Linked DNA regions of Mus musculus: region 2 is linked to region 1. The links are chromatin contacts, called in public promoter capture Hi-C maps. All regions are on one chromosome and are shown on one strand. The core of a region is the stretch at or near the end of the contact, and the rest is flanking DNA. Distances in the headings are between cores, read along the strand shown. Region 1 overlaps Igf1r (insulin-like growth factor I receptor). Region 2 overlaps Fam169b (family with sequence similarity 169, member B).

What was found. Capture Hi-C pulls out chosen DNA fragments and counts their contacts.
Region 2: a promoter capture Hi-C map of adipose tissue shows a contact between it and region 1. The contact joins two enhancer-like sites. A contact is called at or near these places in 3 of 115 datasets of contacts at active chromatin or transcription factors (bone marrow-derived macrophages, double positive thymocytes and stem cell-derived neural progenitor cells) and 3 of 9 other capture datasets (adipose tissue, liver and pancreatic islet).

What each region holds. Positions count from the first base shown.
Region 1 is chr7:68,100,663-68,107,841 of GRCm38.p6, reverse strand. The region is part of intron 2 of Igf1r (insulin-like growth factor I receptor); the gene reads right to left. Among named protein-coding and RNA genes, the nearest start is that of Gm51488, 33 kb to the left of the region's middle. Within about 2 kb of position 4,526, at least 66 of the 459 cell types and tissues checked have an H3K27ac peak or open chromatin away from gene starts, as enhancers often do. A contact at or near this core is called in adipose tissue, where this site is marked.
Region 2 is chr7:68,298,311-68,305,489 of GRCm38.p6, reverse strand. It overlaps Fam169b (family with sequence similarity 169, member B), which reads right to left. Exons shown (of 9, transcript NM_001374636.1): 2 at 4,527-4,657; 3 at 839-938. Among named protein-coding and RNA genes, the nearest start is that of Gm16157, 25 kb to the right of the region's middle. Within about 2 kb of position 2,704, at least 61 of the 459 cell types and tissues checked have an H3K27ac peak or open chromatin away from gene starts, as enhancers often do. A contact at or near this core is called in adipose tissue, where this site is marked.

The DNA of each region.
Region 1 (7,179 bases), core at 3,277-5,776:
TCTGGAGACAAGGTCTCAGGTAGCCCAGGCTGGCCTAGTATTTTATGTGTGACTGAGAATGACCTTGAGCTCCCGATTCTCCTGCCTCCATGGACCAACGAGTGCAGTTCTTTCCCCTTAAGAGTCACATAGTTGAACCAGGAAGGATGGCTCATGCCTGCAATCCCAGCACTCAAAGGGGAAAGGCAGGAGGGCTGTCTTGAGTTCGAAGCCAGCAGGGACTATAAAGTGAGCTCCAAGATAGGCTGCGTTGCAGAATCACAACACGTCTCAAACAAACAACGTAGCAGACATATCTAACCCTTAAGCATGACAACGACACATTTGTATGATACCTGAATAATAAGAAGGGGGTGCATCATTATAATTATTATTATTTTACAGTTGTAAACATGGGAAAGTGCTGAGCAGTTCAATGAGCTTAGGGCTACAGTCACTCAACTGCATGCTAGCTCAGATGAGGATAATGCAGAAACGCCTGCCGGGAGGAAGGAAGGAGCAAACACTTCTGCCACTCCGTGAAATGTCACTCAAATAACAAAACAAACCCACCGACCGACCTCTCAGGATAAGGAAGTGTAGCGGAGTGGGAACACACTCTTGACTGGTGTGTGAGGGGCCCTGGGATTCTGTACCTAGCATCACACACAAAAACTGCAAACAAATTCTTTAAGCCATGCTTGGTAAAAATGACTCATTTTGAACCTAGTGTGAATTGGAGATTATTTTTCAATTAATGAAGTTTTTCTAGTTGGAAGGACTTACAACAAGGGCCACTATCCCAAAAGCCCTTAGGGACTTGTCTAAATGAGTAAAAATATTGTGCAATTAGGCCAACAACTGAAACTAAGTGCGTCTGAGAGCTTAAAAGTAGTCGTTCTCAAGTACTAGTTCGAAGAGCATCAAATCATATAAAAGGTTCAAAGGAATTTAAGTGAACTGGGTTGACTTTTCAAGGCACTGAGGTAATTACAAAATACACTAAATAGCAAATATTAGGCATACCCTAGGTTTAGACAAACAAAACCACCCTAAAACCGCCAGATCATATAGACACACACACACACACACACACTCATTTTCTCTCTCTCTCTAACACACACACACACAAAACACATTAGGGTAAATATGTATTAGAAAAACCTTTGCCTAAGATTTCCTTTAAACAGTGGGTATTATTCATTTTTGTTTTTTTCTTTACAGAACATTAATTTCTTTGCAAAATGTTTGGGGTACAGAGATTGCCTGACAAGAGTGGCCACCATGAAGCTTATGGGCACGTGAGAGGAGAGGTGAAGAAGCCTCAATCTTTCTGAGCCCATTTCATCTCCCCTATTATTCTCCACGATTTTCAAAAGCCACTCTACTACAAACCTGAGAAACACAGGAGGTCAGATTCACAAATGAAATCTCTTTGTCTCCCTTCTGTATGCACCCAGCATCTGCTCCACCTAGCTGACCGTTACAGGGGCAGGGCCAGTGTTAACATGTCAAGTGGGCAGAGGGCTCTCTGCATCTCCTAGTACATTTCTGGCTACAGGTGAACTAAATGACACCAAAGAACTGCTCTCAAACGTGCATCCCAAGGTAGAGCTACAAAGGTTCAATATAACCCCAGTATTTTGAGAGATCTTAAAACGCAGTCAAAGTTAACTGTCATGTCCATAGCAAGGAGGAACTCACTCCTTAGGATACACTGGGCTGGTCTTCCAGTGGGCATTTCAGAGAGCCCTGCTTTCCCATATCAGCTCCATCCTGTATCCTCACCGTTGCTTCCAACAGGGAACCGTCCACATCTGACTGCCCAATCAGATTTCAGCAGGTGGCATGGGGGATCCAGAAAGCATTTCTCTGCACCTTTTAACTCTGAACTGCATGCAGAACCCGTGGTAAGAAATGCTTCTCTGATCGCTCCTAGCACTTTTAGTGGCCATGTTAAATCAGCTAAGTAAGAATGACTCTTCCATCTGTGTTAAGTGGCCTTTTAAAGCTAATTCACACTATCTCCAAATACCCTGAATTACCAAGTCTGAGGGCTGCCTAGATTCCTGCTTGTAAGCAATAGAATGACACTGAGGACTCTCGGCTCTCTTCTCTCTCCCATATCCTCTCTGGTTCACTGAGAACCAAACATCATCTAAACAGAACAAAAACATCAGAACTGAAGGAATCGCCAAAGTATATACACGTGACTCCCGTCTGAATGCATTCAGATCCGACCAGTGACTCCAAGCTTTCTGCATGTTTCCCATGAGCTATTTGCCCTGAATCAACTCCTCACCACAACTCTCGAAATGACATGGACCTCTGCTGTTGCACTTATTATTCCTTCTCTGATGGGGAGTGGTTATGACTGAAAATTTTCGCGCAACCAGCCTCTAAACAGAAATGCAGTTTATTCTGAGTACTCAAATTCAAATCTCAGTAACACAGCAATTACATTTTAAAATAAATTCTCTCCATGTTCTTGCTTCTAAGAAGAGGGTTTAGTGGGATATGAAGAGTCTAATCCTAGGCAACCATATGGCCAGGCCAATTATAAACCCCATATATGTTCACACATCAAGCAGGGCAAACTGCTCTGGGAACAACCCTTAATATTTTATTGCCTGCCCAGGTGCCTGAGCACTTCTGAGATACACCTGTCACAGGAAAATACAGCACTTCCTTCCATCTTTACCCCATAGTTGCCAGACAATTGGGCAGAGCTAAAGTGGGTAATGTTGCAGTCAACACTTCCCTAAAACATTTATACATGCCACTGATAAACAATAGAAATTTAAAGGAGATACAAATGTACTCCCCAAACCCTAAATCTTCCTCCCACGGAGGCCTAAAAACTTAAAAATCTTCATCTACCTGGCACAGAAGAAGGAATACAAATTCCAAGGGGAGCCTAGATTTATGGCCTAAATATGTCTTCCTCTAGAATATTTAATACACTTACGCTTTAGTCATTCCATACATTTTGAAAATACTCTAGCACGATAAATTACAGTAGCTGCATCTTTCATGGTTGTTCACATAAATATCATTTGGCTTTCAGGAAACCAATTACGGAGCGGTAAATCATTTTTACATTGCTTTTCAAAATCTTTAATTTAACTTGCAACACGGACAGGGCACACACAGGCTCCCAGGAAGAACGCAGCTCACACATTGTATCATTCCCTCTTGTCCGAGTTTAGCAACAACCCCTGAGTAAGCCACAACAATATTTTCATGTTCTAAAATATTTGGGTTATATCTATATATTTCACACAGGTATTAGGCTCAGCAAGTATTTCCTAACCTCCTGTAGTATTTAGTTTTCAAGACTTGGGGTAGGATTGGGACCACATTGATTTCAGGGTGCTGACTGTACTTCTGTCACCATCAGCTAGTTTAAGGACAATGACTGTCCTGGCAGACACCGCAAACACAGAGCCTCTATGGTGTTCTTGAGAAATCAAGACCATCATCTCATTGGAAAGGCGGTGGGAAACAAGGTGCAGGGCCATTGAGGCCACACAATCAACAACAGGATTTGCTCCAGCCTCAGAGACACAGAGTGGACTGGCATACTATATCAATTTGGAATCCCCTCGGCTATGACAAGTTTGTGAAATGAAAGAACAAAACAATACAGTACAAGATCAAGTTTTAGTAGAGAGAATGCAGACAACCACAACCGAGTACTTAGGGAGAAAAAAAAAAAACCCAGCTCTTAGCTGGGGAGTGACAGTCAAGGGGGGAAATCACGCGAAGGAATTTCTTTCAGGTGCAAGAAGGCATGAGAGTGGGAGACAAGGATTGAGCATCTTGGCAGAAGGATCAGAAACCCAGTCCAAGGTCTACACTTCCGTGGAGCAGCCGCAGACAAGCTTAGGTATCCGGTGGGGATAACCTACAGTTAAGACATCACATTACAGACACTAGGGAGCCATTGTGAATTACAGCCAACAGGTGAGAATCATAACTTAGCGGGGCGGACACAACAACCAAGCCGTGATCTAGAGCAGGAAGCGGGGGATAGACAGAAAGACAGGTTGTAATGGAGGAGACCAAGCAGAGGGCTGCATTAAGGCAGAGGCTTCTGTGCTGACCAAGTGACTAACACAAAGGGCCCTTGCAGAAGACCAGAGATGTCAGGGGGGAGAATTCCTTCTGAGGGGGCCTAGTTACACTAGCCACTTGATATTCACCGGGAAGGAGGCAGAGAAGCTAGGAGGGTGGGCACAAAGGCAGTGGCTCTCTTCTACCTGAGGAGAGCTGGCAGCTCTATCAATACGGACTACTCCTAAATGGGCTGCAGTCAGCCCAGAAAAAAAAAAAATCACTCAATACTCTCAGGTTACCTACCCTGGCTCCCAAAGCTGGTTATGCAAGAAATATTTTGTTGTTGTTTTGCTTTTAAAAGGAGACAACTGATGCTTGTTTTAGTATTGTTTGAACTACATCACTCACAAATGAGAGACTGATAAAGAGATTGACAAGTCTGACTCTAGAAGCAAACACTTCCAGTCTGCTCTCATCTGCCCTCCCCCACTTCCTCCATTCTCCTCGGCCTCTACCCCACAATATGCTTGAAAATAGTAGGTAACTGAGTTTGTTTTGTACGGTGGTTGTCTTGTTATTTCAAGCAGGGTGGTCCAGAGAGAAAAAAACATTTTCTGGAAAGATTTTAACTACTGGATCATAAACAAGCGTGTGGTGGCCACGCAGCAATCTTTGTAATAACGAATCCAAGACGTCCTGGTTGTGAAGCCCAGTGAATGTAATGTTAGCTGAAAAGCACCGCCTGACACACCTGGAAATGTGCCACGGGCCAGCTTTGTAGACTGCGACTTCAAAGGGAAACTGGAGTCTACTTCCGCTTTTCAGTGAGTTAGAAATGATTTTGGCTGTATTGGTAGGGCAGAACCAGAAAATAAGTTTTGAATTTGTCATAATAATTTACAAAAACCAACCAACTTGTTAAGATGCATCCTCCAAGCACAACTAAGCTGGCTATAGAGGCTATTCTGCATTCTGCATCTGGTCCCCTGGACTGCTCAGGCTTAGGGTGAGGGAAGAAACATGACTTAAGCCATTACCCTTATTCTGTGGGCATTTGAAGTGGCTGCCAGGCACGTGACACCAACTGTTCCAATTGGTTCACAATGACATCACTTTATTATTCAACTCTGTTTGCATTTCAGTCTCCTCCTTTTTCGGGGGACTTGAGGCCAATCCTGGCCAAGTCACTTTAGAAGAGAAAGAAGCCAGTCTTAGGTAGTCATGAAGTGCCAAGTGTCTTTTGTGTCTCCTAGCCTAGTTTGTAAGCCGGGAACTGGTGACATAAAGGGCTCTGTCAACAGCGCCCGGGTGTGCTGCTTCCCTCGCAGCGGGAGAGGGAGATTGGGAACCCAGTAGAAGGTGGCGGTTCGGCCTTGGGTAGGTCCCAACTGACCAAGTTCAATAAAATCCCTGAGAGTTTGTTTTCAATTGGGTAAGAAAACTATAAAATGGAAACCGCATGCGAGCTTACGCTGGAACCTCATTTAAAGCACTTGTACTTCCAAAAAAAAAAAAAAAAATGCAGAAAACATTTCTAATTTAGTCAAGCGCACTCTTCTTTCCTCGAGCAATTAGTCTTAATTCATGTCACCTAACTACTATTTCTGCATTAAGCAACGTGACCTCTAGAACCTACAGTAACCCCCTTTCTGATGGTGAAAGTCAATTATTCTGATTTTTTTCATCTTCACACAATAAGTTACCAGAGAATAAACTAACTTCAAAAAAGCATTACAGTGTCATGTGTGTTCGCCTGTTGATATGTGCACACATTCATGGCACCTGTGGGTCTGTATCCAGCTCTTCTACTGTGCCTGTCTCTCAATTTTGCAGCTCAACCTAGAGATCACCAAGTGGCCAGCGAGCTCCATGGATCAGCCCGTTTCTGCCCTCCTCTGTACTAAGATTACACGCAATCATGCTGAGCCTCTAAGAACATGGCCGCTCATGGTCTGAACTCGGATCCTCCACCTAGCATGGCAAACATGTTAGGAACGGGGCCATTTCCTCAACACAAAGGAAAAAGGCTTCCTCATGGGAGAGAATGACTGGATGGGCGAGTAGACAGATGAAAATGGACTTTTCACACCAACTGGTTAGAGACCCTGTTGCTTCCAGGCACAAAGCACACCAGTTTCTAGTATCAGTGGGTTGAAATGCATGTTTAAGCTCTCTCATCCTTACTTGGCTCTTGACAGGAAACTTTTATGGTTGAACTTTATTCTGTAGAAATGCAGTGGCATTAACCAAGCACACAAAGCCAACTCAAGCCTAAAGTGTGCCCATGACTCCAACCCTACACTCATTGGTTCTTGCCAGAGGCAACACGAAACAGTGTATAGACTCAGAACTCTGCCCAGGCCTGTGAGGCAGGGCCAGGGCTACACACCTTGCAAACACACAGCAGGCTCTGCCCAAGGAGCGTTCACTAGGTAACTATCAGGGTGGCTCAAGGGCTGTACGACAGACAGACCCTGCACAGGCAGGGAAAGTTTCCTGGAGACCTACCATCTATTTTCTTGTAATCTCAACTGATGTGTTCTGCCAAGTCAACTATTATTTATCATTTATAAAGCAGCTCCTATTGGCAGCATACTCTGCATATGTTTCAGCACTTCATAAACCCTCCACGGTATAATCGCTTGTGGAGGAGACTGGGTTGCCTGGAGCTGGAATACAGACCCACACGCATGTGAGCCCGTGTAAATGCACACATGACCGTTCCCTACCGCTCTTTCACGAGTCATGTCTTGGCTCTGTAGGCCGAGTATCTATAACTAAAGCTCTCTACAGGTGTCAAATCAAGCAATCTTGGTCCTCTCAGATGTCAGCTAATGGCTTAGAGCCCCCCCCCCCTAACAGTTCTATTTGCATTGCTAACCAAGGCTATCCACCTTAGTATCATCATCAGTGCAAGAGAAGCCAAACTGCACACGAAGACCTGGAGAGCACTTCAGAGCACACATCCGACCTCTTCCTCATCCGAGTACCTAGCAAGCCAGTTTTCCTTCCTCTCCTGTCTCCAGAAGAAGTTCCAACTCCACCTCGGAGCAAAGCAGCAGCTGCAGTGACTAGCAGTGACTATGCCTTTGTGACTGCGTATCACTCATCCAATTCACAGACTACTTAGCATCGACTTGT
Region 2 (7,179 bases), core at 1,455-3,954, 200 kb before region 1:
AAACTGTCGCCGTCAGAAACGACCCCCACCCAACTGTCACTCTGCAAAAACCGAGCCCTTCCGTGCTCTAGCTGAAGGCCTTTGGCAAGTCACTTGAGCAGTGTGAGGCCCTTGTTTGTTACATTTGGAGAAGAAAATGGCCCTTTCATTCCACAAGGTCATGGGAATGTCCCAATAGTGTCCTAGCCAGTGCCCACAGCTCTGGAACGTCTGTTAATGGGAATAGCAAGAGTGAGCCCCAAAGCAGCTCTGGGTAGGGACTGTGGTCAGAGATATGCAAAATGATTCATGTCTCAAAAGAGATAAATAAGAATGGACCGCTGCATCCCTAGACATTGAAAATCCCCATATATTGTATACCACAAAATCAAGATTCCCGTTTTTAAAATCCAGGGTTCACTGGGCAGTAGTGGCATGTATCTTTAATCCCAGCACTTGGGAGGCAAAGGCAAGCAGATCTCTGTTGGTTTTGGGACCAGCCTGGTCTATATTTCAAGTTCCAGGATAGTGAGGGATACACAGAAGCGCTGTCTCAAAACAAACAAAAAAACAAAACAAAACTACAACAACAACAAAATCAGGCTCTATGTGCAGCTTGGTCATAGACACCATATCCATTAATAACTACCAGCACGGGGCTGGAGAGTTGACTCTATTAAGAGCACTAGCTGCTCTTCCAGAGGACACCAGGTTCAATTCCTAGCACCCACATAGCATCTCACAACTGTCTGTAACTCCAGTTCCAGGGACTCTGACTCCCTCACACAGGCAGACATGCAGGTAAAACACCAATGCTCATAAATGAACAAATCAATTAAAAAAAAAAAAAGCTACCAACCTGTCTTTGTGTCCTGGGGATTAACCAAACCCAGTATTTTATGTTGAGGTTCATCACGGTATATCGTGCAAAAACAAAGAGATGAAGTCTCAAGTCTGACCTAAAAAAAAAAAAAAAAAAAAAGGCAAATGAAATTACTGTTCTGCTCTCTCACGTCACTGAGGCAGGGGAATGACTTGCAATTACTCAGCCAAGTGCTCACAGAAGGAGCCCTGTTAGCAGGATGCAGGAAGAGCAGAGAAGAAAGCTTTAGCCACCCTGGATATGGTCTTGCGTTCTCTCTCTCTCTCTCTCTTTCTCTCTTTCTCTCTCTCTCTCTCTCTCTTTCTCTCTCTCTCTCTGACTCCTTCTCCATCCTGGACCTCCATAGACCTCAACCTGCAAGGCTGACAGCCTCACTCCACCTCACACAGACAACTATGGTGCCGTTCTCATCTTCTCGAGAGCCCTGGTAGCCTGGAGTAGATTGAGCCCAGGCTGTACCCCCCCCCCATAGATGTTCCTGCTGTCTGTGACCCTGGTACCAGCTCTGAAAGCAGCCTTGAAAATGTGTCCTCTGTCTGAGCCCTCCAGGCTCAGTCCTGTCCTTAAGCCCAAAGACTCAGTCCCAGGAGGTTTTGCTAGTCATCGGGAGGAAACAGATCACCTCTGAGGGCCACATCTAAGGCCCTCTTTGTAAACATCCAACCCTCTGCTCCCAGCTCCTGACACAAGAAGGCCAATACATTCCATGACCAACTTTGTTTTGAAAACTGAGACTATAGGAAAATTAGAGAAGAATGTGCAGCTGGGCCAGGCAGGCAGGTTCTTGTAAAAAGTTTACAGCGGACCACCACCGTTATAGAGAACTGTTTCCTGGCAAATCCCGGGGGGTGGGGGTGGGGGCGTGGGGGGTGGTAAGGACTGGCAACTATCTTGGGACCTCCCTCTTTTTTTCGGAGTGACCTATCCCAGGTTTTTTAAAGCAGGCAAAAATCTCAGCATTTGAAATGATGGGGAAGGAAGATTGCAAGTTCTTGAGCCAGTCTGGGCTACACAGCAAAACCCTGGCTCAAAAAATAAATAAATAAATAAATAAATAAACAAATAAATAAATAAATAAAAATGCACGTGGAAAGGAAAAATGTAAAAATAAAGAAACACATTAACATGTTTTTAGCAGTTAACCCCACATGGCTTTGCTCCCTCCGTCTTTCGTTGTAGCCCTTAAACACCATACAAATGAACATGTGCGTTTTTTAAACCAGAAAAAAAAAAATCAGCAAGTATTTTAAATGCAACGTCAAGACAAGAAAAAAATTAATTGTGAAACAAAGAAAGTCAAGACATGTTGCCTCCTCAAACCACTTCCTCGTCGTTCCTTTCAGCCAGAGAATCTTTGGATAGCAAAAGTCCCTGCCGTGTCGGCTGCGAGGAGGCTCACTCCTGGTGAGCAGGATTCAGTGTGCCAAATAGCACCCTGCTCCCTGCCCCTGTCCCTGCCCCTGTGTCCCTACTCACTGCTAAATAGTAGAGATCCAAATAATGGGTTTCACCTAGCTCCCTTCTCTTTAGGAAAGGAGGAAGGAAGAAGTCATGTTGGCATGTCATCTCACCTTCAAACATCTTCATGTCAGCAACTTTCTGTTTCTGTTAGTAACCTTAGCCTTATCCCTTCGATGAGCATGCTGCACGTTGGGGTTTATTTTCCTAAGTTATTCATAAGTATGAGTGTTGTAACAGCAGATTGTGGAAGCTGTGTCCAAAAACAAACAAACAAACGAAAAAACCTGGGGACACAGCTCTTCTTGCATCTCTCAAGCTCCCCCTGGCCACCAGCACCCAGCGATCAGTGTCCGATGGAGCCCTGTGTCTTTCTCCTACATCACCACTAGGGGGCGCTAAGAGCACACAAGGTCAGCAAGCGCCCACTGGGGCTCAACAGCTTGAGGTCCCCCACTGGAGGGGTATTCTTCTAAGAGGGACTTGCCTGTTAGCTCCGGACCTCCAAAATCTCAAGGAAGCCATGGTTTATAACTGCATATGCCGCTGTTTTCGTTAACTCTGGTACAAAAAGACGTCCCTCTACTAGCTCTGCCTGCCAGCCAGATCACAACCATTTCTGGCAGGAGTGAAATGATCCACACTTAAAACAAATGTGGATACTGCCTACTGTGAGGAAAACAGTCTTAGACAGTCGGGGTTGGAAGAGGGCACAGCCAGGGAAGTGCAAACTTGGTAAGCAGGAGGGCCTGAGTTTACTCCCACCATAGCATACACAAAAAGACAGGTAACGAAAAACCAAACAAAAAACAAAAAACAAACCACAGCTGGGCAGTGGTGGCGCACGCCTTTAATCCTAGCACTTGGGAGGCAGAGGCAGGTGGATTTCTGAGTTCGAGGCCACCCTGGTCTAAAAAGTGAGTTCCAGGACAGCCAGGGCTATACAGAGAAACCTTGTCTCAAAAAACAAAAACAAACAAACAAAAAAGGACAGATAAGATGCGCTGGGGAAATAGTGAGAGACCTTGTCTCAAAACACAAATCGGATTGTATATTGTATATAAATGCACTCTGAGGTTGTCCTCGAGATTCATGCATGTGTACATACGCAGGCACACACATAACACATATTTTTAAATCTTGCCACAATCCCAACGAATAAAATTTCTAGTTTTCTGTGTGTCCTCTTGCAGAACCTATTCACAATGCACAGAACCTCAGCAACACAAAAATATTGTAAGTGACACAGCTTCACTCCACGTCAAATGTCAGAACTGAATCAAACCTTGGAGGGCAGACATGAGCTACTCCCTCCCTTTAAAATGAAGAAACTGAGATTCAGCTGAGCATACACAAGCTCATTTAATCCTCATGCCAGCCCCACAAGGAAAGTGGTGCAATGCCCTGAATTCAGTGAGAACATCAAGATAAGAGAGGAGAAAACCCTTGAGAACCGAGCTCGTCCGTGATAGAAATGGGATTCCCACAGGTTATCTGGCCCACAGCTCACCAACTGGACCCACCAACAATATAAATAAAGACACGGAAACTCTTACACATTTTAAAGCTTAAGCCTTTAACTTGGGCTCAGTCCCAGCTATGCTAACCTGACTAATTCTGGCTTACATCCCACCCCACGGCCAGTCCTGCTAGATCCACACTCAGAACTTCAGATTTCTAGTGAAGGGTTTCCTTGAATGGCCCATCACCAGTCTGATAATTAATAAATATTCATCCTTCTGTACCTGCTGATTGGCTTTAACAAAGATCTGCCAGCCAATAGTAAAGCAGGAAGCGGAGGGCGGAACTTCCGGGCAGAGAAAGGGCTCTGGGAGAGGAAATCAGAAGCGAGAGATTCAGCCAGATGTGGTGGTGGATGGAGAATTCAGAGAACAAGAGATGTAGACCTGGCTATGCGGTAGGACGTAGGCCAGAATTAGTCAGGTTAGAATAGCTGGGAAAGAGCCCAAGTTAAAAGCCTAAGCTTTAAAATATATAAAGAATTTCTGGGTCTTTATTTATAGAGCTGGGGGGCGGGGGAGTTCGGGTAAGTACCTTTATACGAATTCTTTCGTATTCCCTCCAGAAGTTTCGTTTAATCAGTGTGTTGGTCTTTGTTCTTCTAAATCTGAGATGTTGTTTCTATGACATCTCTCTTTCTAAGTTAGATTGGGCAGAGCCCTCCTCTAAGAAAAGTTAAACATACCTGCTCCCCAGTGGAAAGGGAGATAACCTCTGCTGAGGTCTGGGCTCCTTCCCTGAGCATCTCATAGTAAGCCTCGGCTGCTGCCTGATAGCCCTCCGCGTCATCCTCCAGGATGTCCACAGGGTAAGCCTCTGTAGGAGAAAAAAAAAACGGGATAAAATTAATTTTACACTGTCACTAAAAGGAACGTTAATTATTTCAATTTTTGGTTTGGTTTTTTTTTTTTTTTTTTAAGACAGGTTTTCTCTACGTAGTCCTGGCTGGCCTGTAGCTCAGACTATAGACCAGGCTAGCCTCAAACTCACAGAGATCTATCTGCCTGCCTCTGCCTCCAGAGCACTGGGATTAAAGGCTTGCACCTGGCTATTTCAAGGGTGTTTGTTTGTTTATTTGGTTGGTTTGGTTTTTTTGGTTTTCTTGTTTTTCGAGACAAGGTTTCTCTGTGTAGCCCTGGCTGTCCTGGAACTCACTTTGTAGACCAGGCTGGCGTCGAACTCAGAAATCCGCCTGCCTCTGCCTCCTGAGAGCTGGGATTAAAGGCGTGCACCACCACGCCCAGCTTATTTCAAGTTTTTAAAGGAATAGTTTGGTTTAATAATTATGGTCAGGACTGGAGAGATGGCTCAGTAAAGGGCTCCCCATGCAAACAGGAAGACCTGAGTTCCATCCCCAAACCCCACCAAAAAAAAAAAAAAAAAGCTTGTCATCCAGGCCTCTGGGGAGGCAGATATAGGCCAGCTTTCGCTAGTCAAATAGTTCCAGGCCCGTGAAAGGTTTTGTCTTCAAAAAACAAGGTAGATAGTGAATGACGCCTGAGGTTGAACCCTGGCTTCCACATGCATGTACACACATCGGCACATATATGAACACATACCTACATGGATCTGCACACAAACACATAGATGCAAAAAAAAAATCAGAAAATTATGTTCACCCATCCCTCTGACTGTTTTTAAACCCCCCACAGTCACACACGCAAAACACTCGAAGTGATTTCCCATCCTCACTGTGGTCCTCTCAGGGGCAGTGAACACAAGCAGGTTCCTGGAAGGCAAAGAACGGCTGGCTGCAACTTAGATGCTTCTGTCACTTGTGACTTAAGGTACCCATTTCCTAGTTTATGGTCATTATACAAGTCCCTAGGGTTGCCCCCTTTGTCCCCACCGCCAGGCACTGAGGGTGCAGTGGCTTGTGAGTATAGGATGACATCCTTTCACCCCCTTACAAAGAAACTAATCTAAGGTGTTTTGCAATGGTCCTTGTATCTCTTTTCCCATCCCATCTCTGAAAGAAACAGATCCCCTGAATCATCATACAAATTGGCAGCGTCCAGTTCTTGGAAGCAGCAATCAGTTGCCCCTTCTGCAGTGAGCAAAAAAAGATGTTGCCTGCCTCTGGCTGACATCCACACACACAGGGACTCAGGGCTCTTTCTGTGGACCACACCCCATCTCTATCTGTGATTCACCTCCTGGTCTCCTATGAGGGGAGCCGTCTTCCTCCTTCCCTCCCCTTAATCCTCCACCTAATCCACCTATCTTCCTCTCACAGAGATGAACCTGGACAGGCAGTCCAGCTTCCAGGCTCTGTGGCTTCTCAGGTTCCCATTCTCTCTGGAGAGCCATTGTTTCCGGAAGCCACTCTGAGGATCCAAAATGCTGTTGATAGCAAAACGCTCAAGCCTTCAGTTCACTCCATTTCCTAGGAGGATTTTTTACCTCTGCCAATCAGCTCCTGACGGGGGAACTCAAAGGCATACAAGCTGCCAAGGTTAGTGGATAGGGGCATGGTTGCATCTGCCCAAACTCTCAGGCCCACTTTCCTGGGTGCAATGTTGCGGGTGCACGGGTTGTCCAGGGCTGAGTAGAGGCAGACAGCTTCTCTGTCGGGAGGCTCTGCATCCATGGATTTAACCAACCATGGACTGAAATACTGGGGCGTGTGGGTGGGAGACTGCACGGGACCTGTGCAGATGCCCTTATCATGACTCCCTAAGGAGTAAAATGTAGCCACTGCTTCGGTGACTTTTACTTGTATGAGGAACTCCAAGTCACCGCCAGACTGGAGTATCCAGGAATACATACATAGGCTGCACACAAATGAGCCATCTGGCAAGGGACCTGAGCATGCGCAGATTCGGGTGTCTAAAGGCTGTCTTTGAACCAGTCACCAGTTAGATACTGAAGAAAAACTGGACATTCTTCCACTACTCGATTTTTTTATGAAGCATGAGTATAAACACACACGTATACTCACACAATGTCCTTAGAAGTGCACTGTCAAAAGATTTAAAAATAAAGACATCAAGGGTTGGTGGTTTATTTGATAGCAGTGGCTAAGTGAAACCAAAAGGGGTATGTCTTTATAGAGCCAAGATCTTCGGTTGGTGAAGAAGTCACACATGCCTCAAGGAAGTCCAGCACGATCAGCAATTCCTTTAGCAACGGTGCAGGCCTGCAGACGCCATGCCCAGGCAGACCTGCCCCACTTCCTTCTTTAGATTGTCCTGACTCTGTGCAGGAGTCAGATGGACCCCAAGGACATCAAATGACTCAGAGACTGCTTCGAGTCTGTCACAGAGACAAGCTCAGCCTACACCTGTCCTCGGGTCCTCACTCAGATCAAGGTCTCACCCTCCCATCCATCTAATCTC